Regions from separate parts of the Sus scrofa genome. Here regions 2 and 3 are each linked to region 1. Evidence: chromatin contacts called from public Hi-C and HiChIP or PLAC-seq data. All regions are on one chromosome and are shown on one strand. The core of a region is the stretch at or near the end of the contact, and the rest is flanking DNA. Distances in the headings are between cores, read along the strand shown. Region 1 holds the start of ZNF667 (zinc finger protein 667). Region 2 holds the start of ZNF582 (zinc finger protein 582). Region 3 holds the start of LOC110261070.

Region 1 (4,460 bases), core at 1,441-3,940:
TTGAGTTGCCTTTGAGGAAAGACGTTCTGTTACAAATCATTTTCTTCCAATTCAGAGGAAATAACGGATTGGGTGTTGAGTTTGGAAACCCAGTGGTGTCCTTCTAATCACGATGTCTATGTAGAGCATGTCTTTCCCAATCGACTGCGCCACACGCCGACGTCGTGTGATTTCAGGAGCGCGAAAGGAAGGTTCTTCGTTTTGACTGTATTGGAATATCGTTGACTTACAATCGTGTATTAGCTTCAGGTGTACAGCACAGTGAGTCAGCCATTCTCCCCCCCCCCATATAGGTCAATACAAACTATGGTGGATTTCCCTGAGCTGTACAGTAGGTTCTCATTAATCATCTATTCTATAGAGTGGTGTGTGTGTGTGTGTTACTTCCATCCTTCAAATTCCTTCCTCCCCACCATGCTTCCCCTGTGGCAACCCTAAGATTGCTTCTGAAATCTGTGAGTCTGCTTCTGTTCTGTAAATAACCTCCCCTGCATAATTTTTTAGTAGATTCCACATATACGTGATATCATATGATATTTATCGCTAAGATCTAACTGTGAATATTCGTAGGACCATAACTATGAATCGGTACCCTTCATAGATTTTAGTTTAAATCATGTAGGACACCTTATCTAAACTGCGCGAAACTCTCTCAACCCATCTTATGTGATGTAGTGGATGAATGATCAGAATATTCTTTTTTTGGTCTTTTTATGGCTGCACCCGAGGCATATGTTAAGTTCCCAGGCTAGGGGTTGCATTGGAGTTGTAGCTGCCAGCCTACACCACAGCCAGAGCAACACGGGATCCATGACGCACTGAGTGAGGCCAAGGATCAAACCCAAGACCTCATGGGCCCTGCTCGGGTTCGTTACCACTGAGCCACGTTGGGAATGCCTCAGAATATTCTTACATCACAATGTGTTGTATTTTATGAACATTGTACTGAATTTCTATTGGCTTATCTATATAAGGGTCATTTATTTGACTGTGTTCTCCATGACTCTGGAAACTGTTGGGAAGAGGGAAATTCCTTCCTATCCTGCTTAAGTTCTTGTGGCTGGACTAATAAAACTGACACAAGACATTAACAGGAGAAAGACAAAAAATTTAATTCATGCCAAAAAAATGGGACCTAAGAAGTGGGCAAAGCAGGCAGCCCTGGATCCCGCCCCCATCCCCCACCACATACGATATTGTGATTTGTAAGAAGAAATATGTACGTGTGCTTTGTCATTTCCAGGCACAGAGCCCCACAATCCCTTGGAATTTCCCTCCTGAGGAGTCCTGCCAAAGTGCCTTTTGTTATGTTAGTGAGATGAATGGGCTCGGAACTGGTTGCCAAGGGAACGAACCAAAGGATTAGAAAACTGAAGCCTCGGTCCCATCCCCAGAGCTCCAGGGAGGGAAGAGGGGCTGGAAACTGAGTTCCATCACTAAAAAGCCATCGGTTTAAGCAATCAGACCAAAGTAATGAAGCCTCCATTAAAAACTCCAAAGATGGAGTTGGGAGAGCTTCCCGGTTGGTGAAGCAAGAGTGGCAAGCATGGACGCTCCACGTCTCTTCCCAAGTGGCTTGTCCTCTTCTTCCATCTGGCAGTTCCTGAGTTACATCCTTTTATAAAAAGCCAGTGGTGATCTAGTGAGTAAAACATTTCTCTGAGTTCTGTGAGCCACTCTAGCAAATTAATGAAACCCAGAGAAGAGTCCTTGGGCCTAGAGGGGTCAGTCAGAAGCACAGGTGATATCTAGACTTGGGACTGGCCTCTGATGTGGGGGTTGGGGGCAGTCTTGGGGACCCAGGCCTTAACCTAAGGGTTCTGATGCTCTTGCCAGCTAGTGTTAGAATTCTGTTGAATTGTAGGACACCCAGCTGCTACCAGAAAACTTCTTGATGGTGGGGAGGGGGGACTGAAATAGCAGCATCACACTGGAAGTGTAATAAGAATTACATATACTCACACGCACCTATAAAAACGCAAAAACTGGGTCTCTCCACATGCACTCACATACACACACACAGATGGTTTTCCAAATGCAAGCACAGCCGCAAAAACTGAGCCACACACATACAAGTACACATTTACACTAACGGTAGCTACTCTACACGCCTTCATTATCTTTGGTCTCCAACACACACACACACACACACACACGCAAGTGGAATCTATAGTCAGTATTTTAAGCTCCGTGAGCCAATTCTGTTGCAAGTGCTCAGCTCTGCCACCGCGCAAAGTACATCAAGGTGCGTGAGCACACGCATTCAAAGTAAGTTTCCACACATACGTACCAACCACAAAAGCTAGGTTTCTCACACACACGCAAAATACAAGGGTACACAACCACAAAAACCGGGTCACACACATACAAATACGAACATACAATTCCAGAAACAGTAACTTCTACCCACATTCACTGTCTTTGGTTTCCAACACACACACGTTCTCGAACAATGATTCATGCTCACACACATACACAATAACAAAACCTGAGCCTCACAAACACAAACGCAAAATCACAACCCAGAACCCGAAAGCCCAGGGGATAGAGGCTGCCTCTCACCTCCGGGCTCCTCCCACAGACTCGCGGTCACCTAAGCGGCCACAGGAGGGCGCCCGCGTCCTCGCCCGGGGCGGAAACGAGCCGCAGAGGCTCCTGGGGGATGTAGTCTGGGGCCCAGAAAGGCGCCGCGCAAAGGATTCTGGGGCTGTTCGTTCAGTGAACGCGCAAGCGAAATCTCACTCCTAGCCTAGGGGAACATCCCTCTGCCTTTTTCCGCGGTCAGTTCTCCTCCAGACGGGACAAATCAGAGCCAGCGCGGGCCAGGACGCCTCAACTTCACGATCCAGGCGCGGCGGTCCAGAACCGCGCCACGTCCCGGAGGCTTCTGGGAATTGCAGCCTGAACTCGCAGTGCACACGCACGAGCGCGCGCATTACCACCCGCGGGTGAGCCCTGCTCCAGATCCCTCTGAGCTCCGGGCACAAAAGGGGAGGGGTTTTGGGGAGAAACGCTCCCGGACGGAGACGTGTAGGTGTTGAATGCCGAGGGCGGCGAGCTGGGGGAGCTGGGTTTAGCTGAAGGGATCAAGGAAGGGCCCCAGCAGCTTCATACTTCTACGTGATTTCACAAGCACAGTTACAGGTGGGGCCCCCAGACAGCCCCAAGCAGAATAGCAGGGCCGGAGAGCTGCGTGACTTGGTGCAGGGAAGGGGCTTCGGGCCGGCGCGCGTGCGGCGGCGCCCCAAGAGCGGCTCTGACTGGATGAGCGTGCCTGCGTACACCGTTGCGTGTAGAGGGGTGGGGCCTCAGGCCCGTGACCGTGGAAAGGTCCCCGGAGAAGCGAGCGAGCGCCTGCGCGCCGCGTGGCTTTGTTTAGAGGCGGGGCCTCGCCCTCTCGGGGACGCCTTAGGGGCGGGGCCTTGGCCCGCCGACGTGTCCCGCGCGCGAGGGGGCGGGGCCAGCCAGCGCGACTCCCGGCTCGCGGAGGCGAGTGCGCAGGCGCGGGGGACGCGCGGAGCTGAGCGGGTGGGTGCCGCGAGGACACGACGCGGGAGGACGGGGAAAGGGTGAGTGTGGGTGTGGGGTGTGGGTGTGAGGTGGTGAGACTCCGCGCCCGCAGCTGCCTGGCGTTTTCCGCCCGTGACCGCCTGTGGGGCTGCGTCTGGTTGTGTGTTGAGGGTGTGAGGTGAGTGACTGACTGCACCGTGCGGCGGCGTCTCCGCGTTTTGTGTGTGTGTGTGTGTGACGGAGCCGGCCCGTGTGGTGACGGGAGCGGGCCTCGGGACCGCGTACCTTTCCACCGCGAGGTCTGTGGTGCGTGAGGAACAAGGGACTGCGCCTGTGGGGCGGGGGAAGAAGCGCTGGGGGCTGGGAGTGGGTGCGTGAGTGTGGCTCTGAATTTGTGTTATTGGGGCGCGTTCGTGCGTGTGTGTGTGAGGGGGAGAGAGTGACGTAGGTGGTCTTGCCTCGCAGCTGCAGTGGCTGCGTAATTTGACCAGGTGCTGTACGACTGCGAGTGGGCGGTTGTGAGTGTGTGGCAGCGTGTGACTGTGCTGTCCCGAGGTCTCTCCTCCTAACCGTGGAAGGCGGGGGGGAGGTCCCCTTGGAGAGGATTCTGAGCGGCTCTACAGGTGTACCAGCTCCAGGAAAGGGATTATGCTTGCGATCCTGAGAGGCTCTCTCTCTCGGTAAAATAGGATGAGAACAGCACCAGCCTCGATGTTGGAAAGATTAAATTGCGTAACGTGGGTTAAGCACCCAGGGCAGAGCTTGACACTCTCCAGGCCTCGTCTAGGTGCTGTGTGTTCGTCGTGCTGGTGGTCGTGTTTCCTTGTTCTGGTGCGGGGGTGGGAGCGCCGGGGTGAATGCTGGGGGAATGTGCATCTCTGAGCTTTTGCGATTGGGGGGTCCGCCTCCAGAGACTGAGGATCTGATCTCATCTAGCTGATGAGCGATGC
Region 2 (4,888 bases), core at 1,970-4,469, 82 kb after region 1:
TGAGATTTCTGCCTAAATCAATTACTACTATGATGGTGGAAAGATATTTTCTAACTCGTTCCTTTTAGAGTTCTTCTATAAGTTCTTTCCCTTCTCATCCATTCATCATTGTATTTATTTATTTATTTTTGTCTTTTCTAGGGCTACACCGGTGGCATATGGAGGTTCCCAGGCTAGGGGTCCAATCGGAGCTATAGCCGCTGGCCTACACCAGAGCCACAGCAACGCCAGATCCCAGCCGTATCTGCAACCAACACCAGAGCTCACAGCAATGCCAGATCCTTAACCCACTGAGAAGGGCCAGGGATTGAACCCACAACCGATACCAGTCGGATTCGTTAACCACTGCGCCACGTCGGGAATTCCCATTCATCATTTATTTTAGTATGGACATATGAATATTTTATTGAGTTAAACTCTTAATGTAGTTATACTGATGCTCAGATTGTCCTAATTTTGCCCACAGAAGCCTCCTTCAAGCTAAATCCTGAAGAGCACACTTCAAAGAGCTTTGACAAACATATGCATTCAGGTAATCACCCCAAATCAAGATATGAAAGTTTCCATCAACCCAGAATGTTCCCTTCTGTTCCTTTTCAGACTTTCCCCAGACCCCTGGACCAAAGCAACCACTGATCTACTGTCCATCATATAGTTTTGCCTGTTTTAGAAATTCACTTCAAATAGATATATGTGCACCTTAGCTTACCACCAAAAATTCAAGGAGACTCCTATGACTATTTCTGGAGCTCTTTCTCTGAGTATCTCCTTCCACTCCCACACTCTGCTCATCAAATTCTAGTTACTTGAGTTTCCCCAAGCTCTGTTGTCTCACTTTAGCAAATCTGCTGTGCTCTTCTTGGGCTCCTCCTTCCTACATTGTCTCAACTATGCCTTCAAGTGAGAAAAGGCCACAGCAACTGTAGTATCTCATTTATTCTCCCTTCTCTCAAGGATCAAAGTCTTGCACTACCAGTTGTCCAATATCTGAAAAGACAAGTATTATCTAGTTTTCCGTTTATAGAGTGGGATAGCAAGTTTAGTTCTCTTATACCGGCACAGGTGTAAGCAGGGAATCCTCCATATTTTTTTGAGCATTTCCCTACTTTTTGGCACAAGAAGATATTCCATACTCATCTAGTACTTTCCCTGCCACTGTCCTAGAATCAGCCATTTCCCCAAGAAACTTTGATTCCTTTTATTAGAAAATGGTATTTAGAGACCAAGGTCTGGATACTTAGGTATGCTTATTGATACTGGGGCATCACTGCTCCCAGGGCCCATTCAACAAATAGAGTAGAAAACATAAAAACACAGATACTTTTTAAAAAATAACAAGACTAATTTTTTTACTTTACAAGTTTTTGAGTTACAGAAAAACTGCAAAGATAGTACAGAGGGTTCCTATATTCCCTGCACCCACTTTCCTCCACGACTAGCACACATTTTTTACAATTAATGAACCAACATGAATACATTACTATTAACTAAAGTCCACACTTTTTCTGTTCCAGGATCTCATCCGGGATACATTGTTTTTAGTAGTTGTCTCCCCTTAGGTTCCTTTTAGTTGTGACCATTTCTCTGACTTTTCTTGTTTTCATTGACCTTAACAGTTTTAAGGAGTTCAGGGCAGATATTTTTTCAAATGGCCCTGAATTAGCGTGTCTGATATTCTGCCATTACACTGGGATTATGTGTTCTGGAGAGGAAGACCACAGAGGTAAAATGTCATTTTCACCACATCTTATCAAGGGTACATGCAATCACTGTGCCCTCACTATGGATGTTAACATTGATCTAGTGAGGGAAACAAACACACTTAAAAAAAAAAAATTTTATGACCACACCCACAACATATGGAAGTTCCAGGGCCAGGGACTGAATCCAAGCCACAGCTGCAACCCGCCTGGATCCTTTTAACCTACTGCGCCCCGGCAGGAACTCCACACACATTTTTAACCATGAGTTCACACGAATCTAATACCACAGGATTCTTCCCTACCTTCCATCATCCACTCACTCTTTTCCCATAGTAAAACACTGGCTTCCAACAAATCAATATATTTATTTGTTTTCTCAATCCTATGATGCATACAAAATAGTTTCCAAATCACTGCTATTATGAAAAAGAACCTACAAAGTTGAGTTTAGGGATTGCTTGCATTTTTTTTTTTTTGGCTTTTTGTCTTTATACAATAGAAATATAGGCTCCTTATCTGAGATATATAAAGTTGTAAAAACTTTTGTCATTTTTCTTTTGCCTTTGCTTATGGTGTATTTTGCCTTACAAAGTGCTTTAGCTTTGTGTTCCCAAGTGTAGCAGTCTTTTCTTGTATTAAGTTTGGATTTTTAAGTCGTAATTAGAAAGCCTTTCCACACACTCAGGTTATAATGGAATTCACCTCTGTACTTGTCTGCTATTTGTACGGTTTAATTTAGAACTCTGATAAAGTTGGTGATTATACTTTTGTATGATATGAAGCATGAATACACTTTAATTTTTTCCCCAATGGTTATCCAGTTATTCCTCAGGGTTGCTCATTAAGAAGTCCATTTCTGGAGTTTCTGTGGTGGCTCAGCGGTTAAGGAACCCAACCAGTATCCATGAGGACACGTGTTCGATCCCTGGCCTTGCTCAGTGGGTTAGGGCTCCTGTGTTACCATGAGCTGTGGTGTAGGTCGCAGAGGCGGCTTGGAGCCTGCCTTGCTGTGGCTGTGGCGCAGGCCAGAGGCTGTAGCTCCTATTCGACTCCTAGCCTGGGAACTTCCATATGCTTCAGGTGCGGCCCTAAAAAGATACACACAAAAAAGTCCATTTTTATCCCAATGACTTGCTACCCTTATCATACAGTCTGCTTCTCTGTTTAATATTTCCAGGCTTTCTCTCCTAGCTGACAACTCATGGACTAATACCCCAGCTACCATCATAGACTTCTTGGCCGCTCTGGGGGCATGTGGAGTTTCCTGGGACTGGGACTGGGACTGAAACTCCACCGCGGCCGAGACCTATACCGCCCGAGCCGCCGCGCAGAATTCCTTAACCCACTGCACCGGGCAGGGATCGACCCGGCGCCTCCACGGCGACCCCAGCCACGCCGTGGGACTCAACTCGCCTCGCCACAGCGAGGGAACTCTTGTGCAAGATGTTGTAAAATTGGTTACGGAACCAACTCCAGGGCTTTTACCTCCCTCCAGAACATCTGGTAAAATGCCTGCTGCACGGTCCGGACGACTCAACACGTGAGAAGAAACTTCGCACATATACCGCCTCTGCAGCCACACACAGACGTCTGCCCGGCGCTGAACGGTCCCAGCCACACACTCAACCACCGAGTCAGAACACGCACCACCACGGCCGCTCACACACTCACCTGCCGTCGGAGAGACGACCACGCGCGGACAACAAGCGCAACACACAACTTCACGCAGCAGCCTGTGGACACAGCGCACCCCGTCCCATCCCAGACGGTCTCTTTCTCTCACACACAGACACACGCACGGACCCGCCCACCAGAAACATCGCGAGATCTTGCCTTGCGGTTTGGTTACTGCCTTTGGGCCTGGAGACTACGTTTCCCAGAAGCAACTGCGGCGCTGTTCCAATCGGGACGCAGCATCGGCGGTGCTTTGTGCGTCTGCGCCATCTTCCGGCTCCCGACTCCGCTGGTTTCTAGGAGGAAGCGCCCCGAGGCTAGAGTGGGCGCGGCAGCGGGGGCATCTGGATCCAAAGAGGCGGCAGGTGAGGGGCTCCGGAGCTCGCCAGGTGTTGTAGGATCCGCGCGGGAGCGAGCTCCACGACCAGGCAGGTCTCGGGCTTAAGCAGAACCGGAACGTCTTACCCCCACGTAAGTCAGCGGCTTTCCTCGCTCTGGACTACATTTCCCATCGGCCCCCGCAGCGCGCCCTGCTGGCGCCCCCTACCTGCAGTCGAGCTCATAGCCCGGGTGCATGGATCCCTAAGGTGGGTGTGTCTCTTGGAGGGTCCTGAACTCCAGAAAATGCTTGCTTATGGATGTTTTGCATTTATTCTTAACGTAGTTGTTTTTTTTTTTTTTAAATCTTTGACGAAGTGAGTTGCAAGACCCCAGAAGATTTGGAACCACTAGTTTATTCCGCAGCATAGTGAGGTTCCCAGACTAGGGGTTTAATCCGATCTGTAACTGCCGGCCTACAGCCACAGCCACGCCAGATCCCAGCCGCTACTGCGACCTACGCCCCAGCTCAGGGCAACGCCAAATCCTTAACCCAATGAGCAAGGCCAGGGATCAAACCCCCATCCTCAGGATACTAGTCGGGTTGGTTAATCACCGAGCCATGACGGGAACTCCGGAACGGCTAGTTTAGAAGCTGTGACATGTTTGAACATTTTACCGGATCTTGTTCAAAATTTGTTCAACCTTGGGGAAACGGTTGGGTAAATCACAGGCCAGCCCTATAATAGAATATTTACAGCTGATACATATAATGCTTAAAAAAAAAAGTGGTCACGAGGAAAAAGACCTGTTATGTGCTATTAGGAAACATTTATCATTATTTCATTTACACACTACTTAGAATTAAATATTTGTAACACTCCAGGCACTCTAAGTTTTTATGAAATGAGCCTCCGCATCTTAATACTCAATACATCTTAATACTCAATGTTTTCCATTCTGGTTTTGGTTTCGTTGGGGAGGAGGGGCAGTTAGCCTGGGCATGGGTGGGTTTGACGTCTTTTTGTTGTTGCTTTTGTTTTATGGCCGCACTCTTGGCATATGGAAGTTCCTGGGCTAGGGACTGAATCCAAACTAGGGGTGTGACCTGCACAATGGCAACCACAGGATCTTTCAACACTTCAGGATGGGGAGGTGGGGGTGCTGCAGTCAGGTTCTTAGCCCACTGTGCC
Region 3 (4,275 bases), core at 827-3,326, 120 kb after region 1:
GCCTTTTGCTGGAATTAAAGGACCAGGACGTCGCCCGTGTCGGCGTCTACTGCCCAAGCAGTTTCACGAGGAGTGTTAAAGAGAAACACCACAGGGCCAAAATGGCATCACTTCGGCTAAAGCGTTAAGAGTAAACCTAACTAGTTTTGATCTTTCCCCAAAAACATAATCTTAAATCGACAAGTTTGAAATGTTCTGGGCATCACCACTGAGGTAATTTGTCACATGGGTCCTCTCTACCCACCCCCCAACCAGAAGAAGCAATCTGCATAAAACATGTGCCTTTCCTTCCCCACCAAAAGAACCTGGCCCCAAACAAACAACCAGTCAATCAATCAATCAATATTTCTTCCTCTCTCTCTCTTTCTAGATAATGATTTCCTTAGCTCACCCTTGTTTCCATAAAAGCCTTCCAATAAACCGCTCCCCGGAGTGCCCCTCCAGCTGTCAGATGAGATGCAGCCCAATTCACAAACTGTTGCATAACATCAGTTAAAACTTAGTCGTTGAATTTTGTTTTCTACCAGAAGAGACTACATGTTTCCAGGACTTAAGGAATATGATGTGCAGTTAACAGAGGTAAAACAAACTCACCTGTTAGGCCCACTTTGGCAGAGCCCTCTCAGAGGAAGCACAGAGTCCTGGTGCGACAGGAGGGAAAGCAGCAGGACACAATCTAGATAAATAAAGAAGGGGAGCAGCTGTTAGGATTTGATAAAAAAAAAAAAAAAAAAAAACAGCTGGAACCGGGTGAAATCAAGAATAGTCTGGTCATTGTTAGCTCAATATACCTTCATTATAACACAAAAATTCATTCCCCTTTAGACCCTGACAGTTCTACAGCAGAGAGCATAAAAGGCCAAAAAGTGGGCAGTGGCTCATTTCCTAGGATATCCCCCCTTTTTTTCCGGTCTTTTTAGGGGCGCACCCAGGGCATATGGAGGTTCCCAGGCTAGGGATTGAATCTGAGCTGTAGCTACTGCAACCTACACCACAGCTCACGGCAAGGCTGGATCCTTAACCCACTGAGTGAGGCCAGGGATCAAACCTGCGTCCTCATGGATGCTAGTGAGATTCGTTTCCGCTGAGCCACGATGGGAACTCTATCCCCAACTTTTTGGAAATCACTAGAATACTCCTCCCTCTCCTCAGCCTATGAAATAATTACTCAGCCCATGAAAAACAAACCCATATCCGGGGAGGGCTCTCACTTTCTGAGAAGGTCAATTCTGCCTGGAGTGTGTTTTTCTCTAAATAAACTCACTTTTGCTTTCCTATGGCTTCCTCTTGAATTCTTTCCCACGCAGAGCCAAGGACCCTCACTTGGCCCTCAGACCTAAGGACTGCACGTCCTGGGACATGGCCTTTCCCTCTCTCACAACACCGGGAATAGGGAGCTGAGGAGGAAGCAAGTTGAAGGAGACCAGGATCTCAACCCCCTTGCCATCTATTGTCGACCGTGCCTGGGAACAAACTCCAAGAAAGAGCTATCAAAACATAACTGTTCAGTGTTGAGTAACGGTTCCCAAGTACGTAACGGGGCTGTTTCAGTGCCTCCGCTGCCTATTCAGGGCGAAATTAATACACGCACAAATAACGGTGAGTTTAATAATAGCTGCCGTGCACGCGCACGCACACAGTCGCACACACAGAGCCTCCGTCATAAACACCAACACACTCAACACGCCTGGGCTACTTCGCATTCGCCCACTCGGGCGGCCTCCCAACCCACAGACCTGTGGACGCCGGGCCGAGCTCCCGAGCCGCCCCTCGCAGGAGCGGTTTCGAGCCGTGGCCGCCCCGCCCCCACGCGAGCCGAACCTCAGGCCGCCCCGCCGCGGGGAAACCGGCCCCAGAACTGGGGGAGCGCCCGGGGCGCGCCCCACGGTCCGCTGGTGCCGCCGGATTGGACACGCCCGTCGCGCAACGCCGCGGGGGTTCTTGGGAGTGGCGAAGCCTCCGTGCGCGCATGTGCAGCGTCACCACTGTTGTCCCGGAGACCAGAAAGCTGTGGGATCCCGGCCTCGCCCAGGGGCTGAGACTTCGGGAGCGAAGGGCGGGTCCAGGACTGGGCGTGTCTGGGTTTGTCCCAGAGCCTGGGAGCCTTTATTCGGAAGGGCGTGGCCTCCTCTCCCCCGCCTTGGGTCTCCGGAGGGGAGGGTCTTGGAGAATAGGACGCGCTTGCGTACTGGTGTCCGTGGAGGCGCGGCCTCAGCGCGATACGTCTCTGGGGGGCGGAAGGCGTCGCGAGTGACAGACACGCATGCGCACTCCGTCCCTGGGGGGCGTGGCTTCGCGTCCACTGGAGCCGAAGAGGGCGGGCTGCGCAGGCGCATAGAGTACGTCGCCGCCGATTTCTGGAGAGACGGAAGCGTTTGGGGTTACCTGGTAAGACTTCCCGGTCGGTGGAGGGGGAGGGGGCCTTCCGAGAGTGCCAGCTGGGAGTGGTCGCTGGAGACCTGTGTGCCCGGGCTGCCAGAATCCGTGTGTCTGGCGGCCTGTTCTGAATAGTCGTTTGTCCGTATGGCTATGGGATTTGCTTCGCATCTCTGGGTGTTGCCTGACAACTCTTCTGAGCCCTGAAAAGGCTGTGTGACTTTTTGCTAATCATTTAATTTTTCGGAACTTCACTTCGTTCATATATAAAATGGTATTACTAGAACAGGTTCGTTTGCCTGGTGCTGAGACCTTGGCCCACGTTGACCCTGCCTGCGGGGCCTTCACGCTGTGTTCCCAGTTTATTGTTTGTAGAAAAAAAAGGCTCTAGTCTCTTAGGCCTTCCCAGAGTCCGAAGGAGCAGGTACAAGTAGTTACTAATTACAGAAGTGAGGGCATGCAGAAACAAATGACAAGCAGTCAAGCAAGAAGAGGAGTAATAGTTTAGACAGTAGTTCACTGATAAAATCCGTGAGTCTTAGTTCCTCCTCAAAAGACACGCATAGGAGTTCCCATCGTGGCTCAGTGGTTAACGAATCCGACCAGGAACCATGAGGTTGTGGTTCGATCCCTGGCCTTGCTCAGTGGGTTAAGGATCCAGCGTTGCCGTGAGCTGTGGTGTAGGTCGCAGACGCGGCTTGGATCCCAAGTTGCTATGGCTCTGGTGTAGGCTGGTGGCTACAGCTCCAATTGGACCCCCTAGCCTGGGAACCTCCATATGCCGCGGGAGCGGCCCTAGAAAAGGCAAAAAGACAAAAAAAAAAAAAAAAAAAAGAGACACGCATAAAAACCTGACCCATACCTTTGAGTTGTTCTGCAGAAACTAAGACCCCCACCTTGGCAAAGGATGGTGACTACATGCTGACAAGAAGAACCAGAAAGTTGATGTTGACGCCCCACATAACACCTGGTACCTCACCACCGGCCAATCAGAAGAATGTCCACAAGCTGAAATCGTTCACCCCCACCTTTACCCTAATGTTGCCTTTACACTCCTGCCAGAAAGTCACTGGGGAGCTTGGGTCTTTTGAGCATTAGCTTCCCATTCTTCTTGCTTGGTGCCCTGAAATAAATAATGTACTTTCTTTCCTTCACCACAACTCTGTATCAATAGATTGGTTTTGCTCTGCATTGGGCAATTGGACTACAGTTGAGTTGGGTAATAACCTTGGTTCAAATGTACTGCAGAGAACCAGTGACCTTGAGAAAAGTGCCTACCATGCAGGCCTTCTCTCTCCTCAATATATTCCTTGATCCACCTGAGGATTCTTTTTCCCAACCCAGAAACTCTCCAGCAGTTCTTGCTTTCCTGGGGGGACTCTGGTTACATAGGCCCATTTCCATTCACCCCTCAAGTGTCCAGTGTTCTTCCTCTTGACCATTCATTATACCTTCAGAAAATTTTGTTTAGCAAATCAAATTGACAGCAGTGTTTTATGAAGGATTTTGATGAACCAAAGGACATACCTTGAGGGGAACCCAGGATGGTGGAGTATCTGGAAACTACGTCTCATGAGAAGAGATCGGAAAACCTGTGTATGTTTGCCTGGAGAAGAGATAATTGCAGAATAGTGTGAAAGTGTGTCTCTGGGTAAAAGGAATTTAATTGCAGCTTTTTTTCCTATGAGCTCTAGAAATAGAACCAAGTAGAAATAAGAGAGTAGCAGATTCAGACTAAAGTACTTTTAACAAATGGCAATAGCAAAACTGAATACGCCGCTTCCCAGTAGGGTAATCAGTGGGTTACATGGATGGTGATGATGATTGCGACTTTATTTTTTGCCGTATCTTCAGGCTTTTAAAAAATGGTGAGGAGTTCCTGTCATGGCTCAGCAGAAA

What was found. A called contact is a pair of places that touch in the nucleus more often than the background predicts. HiChIP or PLAC-seq counts read pairs in DNA pulled down with a chosen protein or histone mark.
Region 2: an H3K27ac HiChIP or PLAC-seq map of alveolar macrophages shows a contact between it and region 1. The contact joins the promoter of ZNF582 here to the promoter of ZNF667 in region 1. A contact is called at or near these places in 5 of 47 Hi-C or Micro-C datasets (embryonic fibroblasts, heart right ventricle, liver and 1 more) and 2 of 2 datasets of contacts at active chromatin or transcription factors (alveolar macrophages and skeletal muscle).
Region 3: a contact with region 1 is called in a Hi-C map of embryonic fibroblasts, with 1.8 times the contacts expected there. The contact joins the promoter of LOC110261070 here to the promoter of ZNF667 in region 1. A contact is called at or near these places in 4 of 47 Hi-C or Micro-C datasets (alveolar macrophages, embryonic fibroblasts, epiblast stem cells and 1 more) and 2 of 2 datasets of contacts at active chromatin or transcription factors (alveolar macrophages and skeletal muscle).

What each region holds. Positions count from the first base shown.
Region 1 is chr6:60,636,058-60,640,517 of Sscrofa11.1, forward strand. ZNF667 (zinc finger protein 667) reads left to right here and starts at 2,691. Exons shown (of 9, transcript XR_002344829.1): 1 at 2,691-2,948.
Region 2 is chr6:60,717,826-60,722,713 of Sscrofa11.1, forward strand. ZNF582 (zinc finger protein 582) reads left to right here and starts at 3,220. Exons shown (of 5, transcript XM_021095108.1): 1 at 3,220-3,742. It overlaps ZNF583 (zinc finger protein 583), which reads right to left and starts at 3,470. Exons shown (of 4, transcript XM_021095099.1): 1 at 3,375-3,470.
Region 3 is chr6:60,757,219-60,761,493 of Sscrofa11.1, forward strand. LOC110261070 reads right to left here and starts at 2,077. Exons shown (of 4, transcript XM_021095123.1): 1 at 1,737-2,077; 2 at 595-676. The coding sequence starts at 1,971. LOC100623035 (zinc finger protein OZF) reads left to right here and starts at 2,195. Exons shown (of 4, transcript XM_013998844.2): 1 at 2,195-2,388.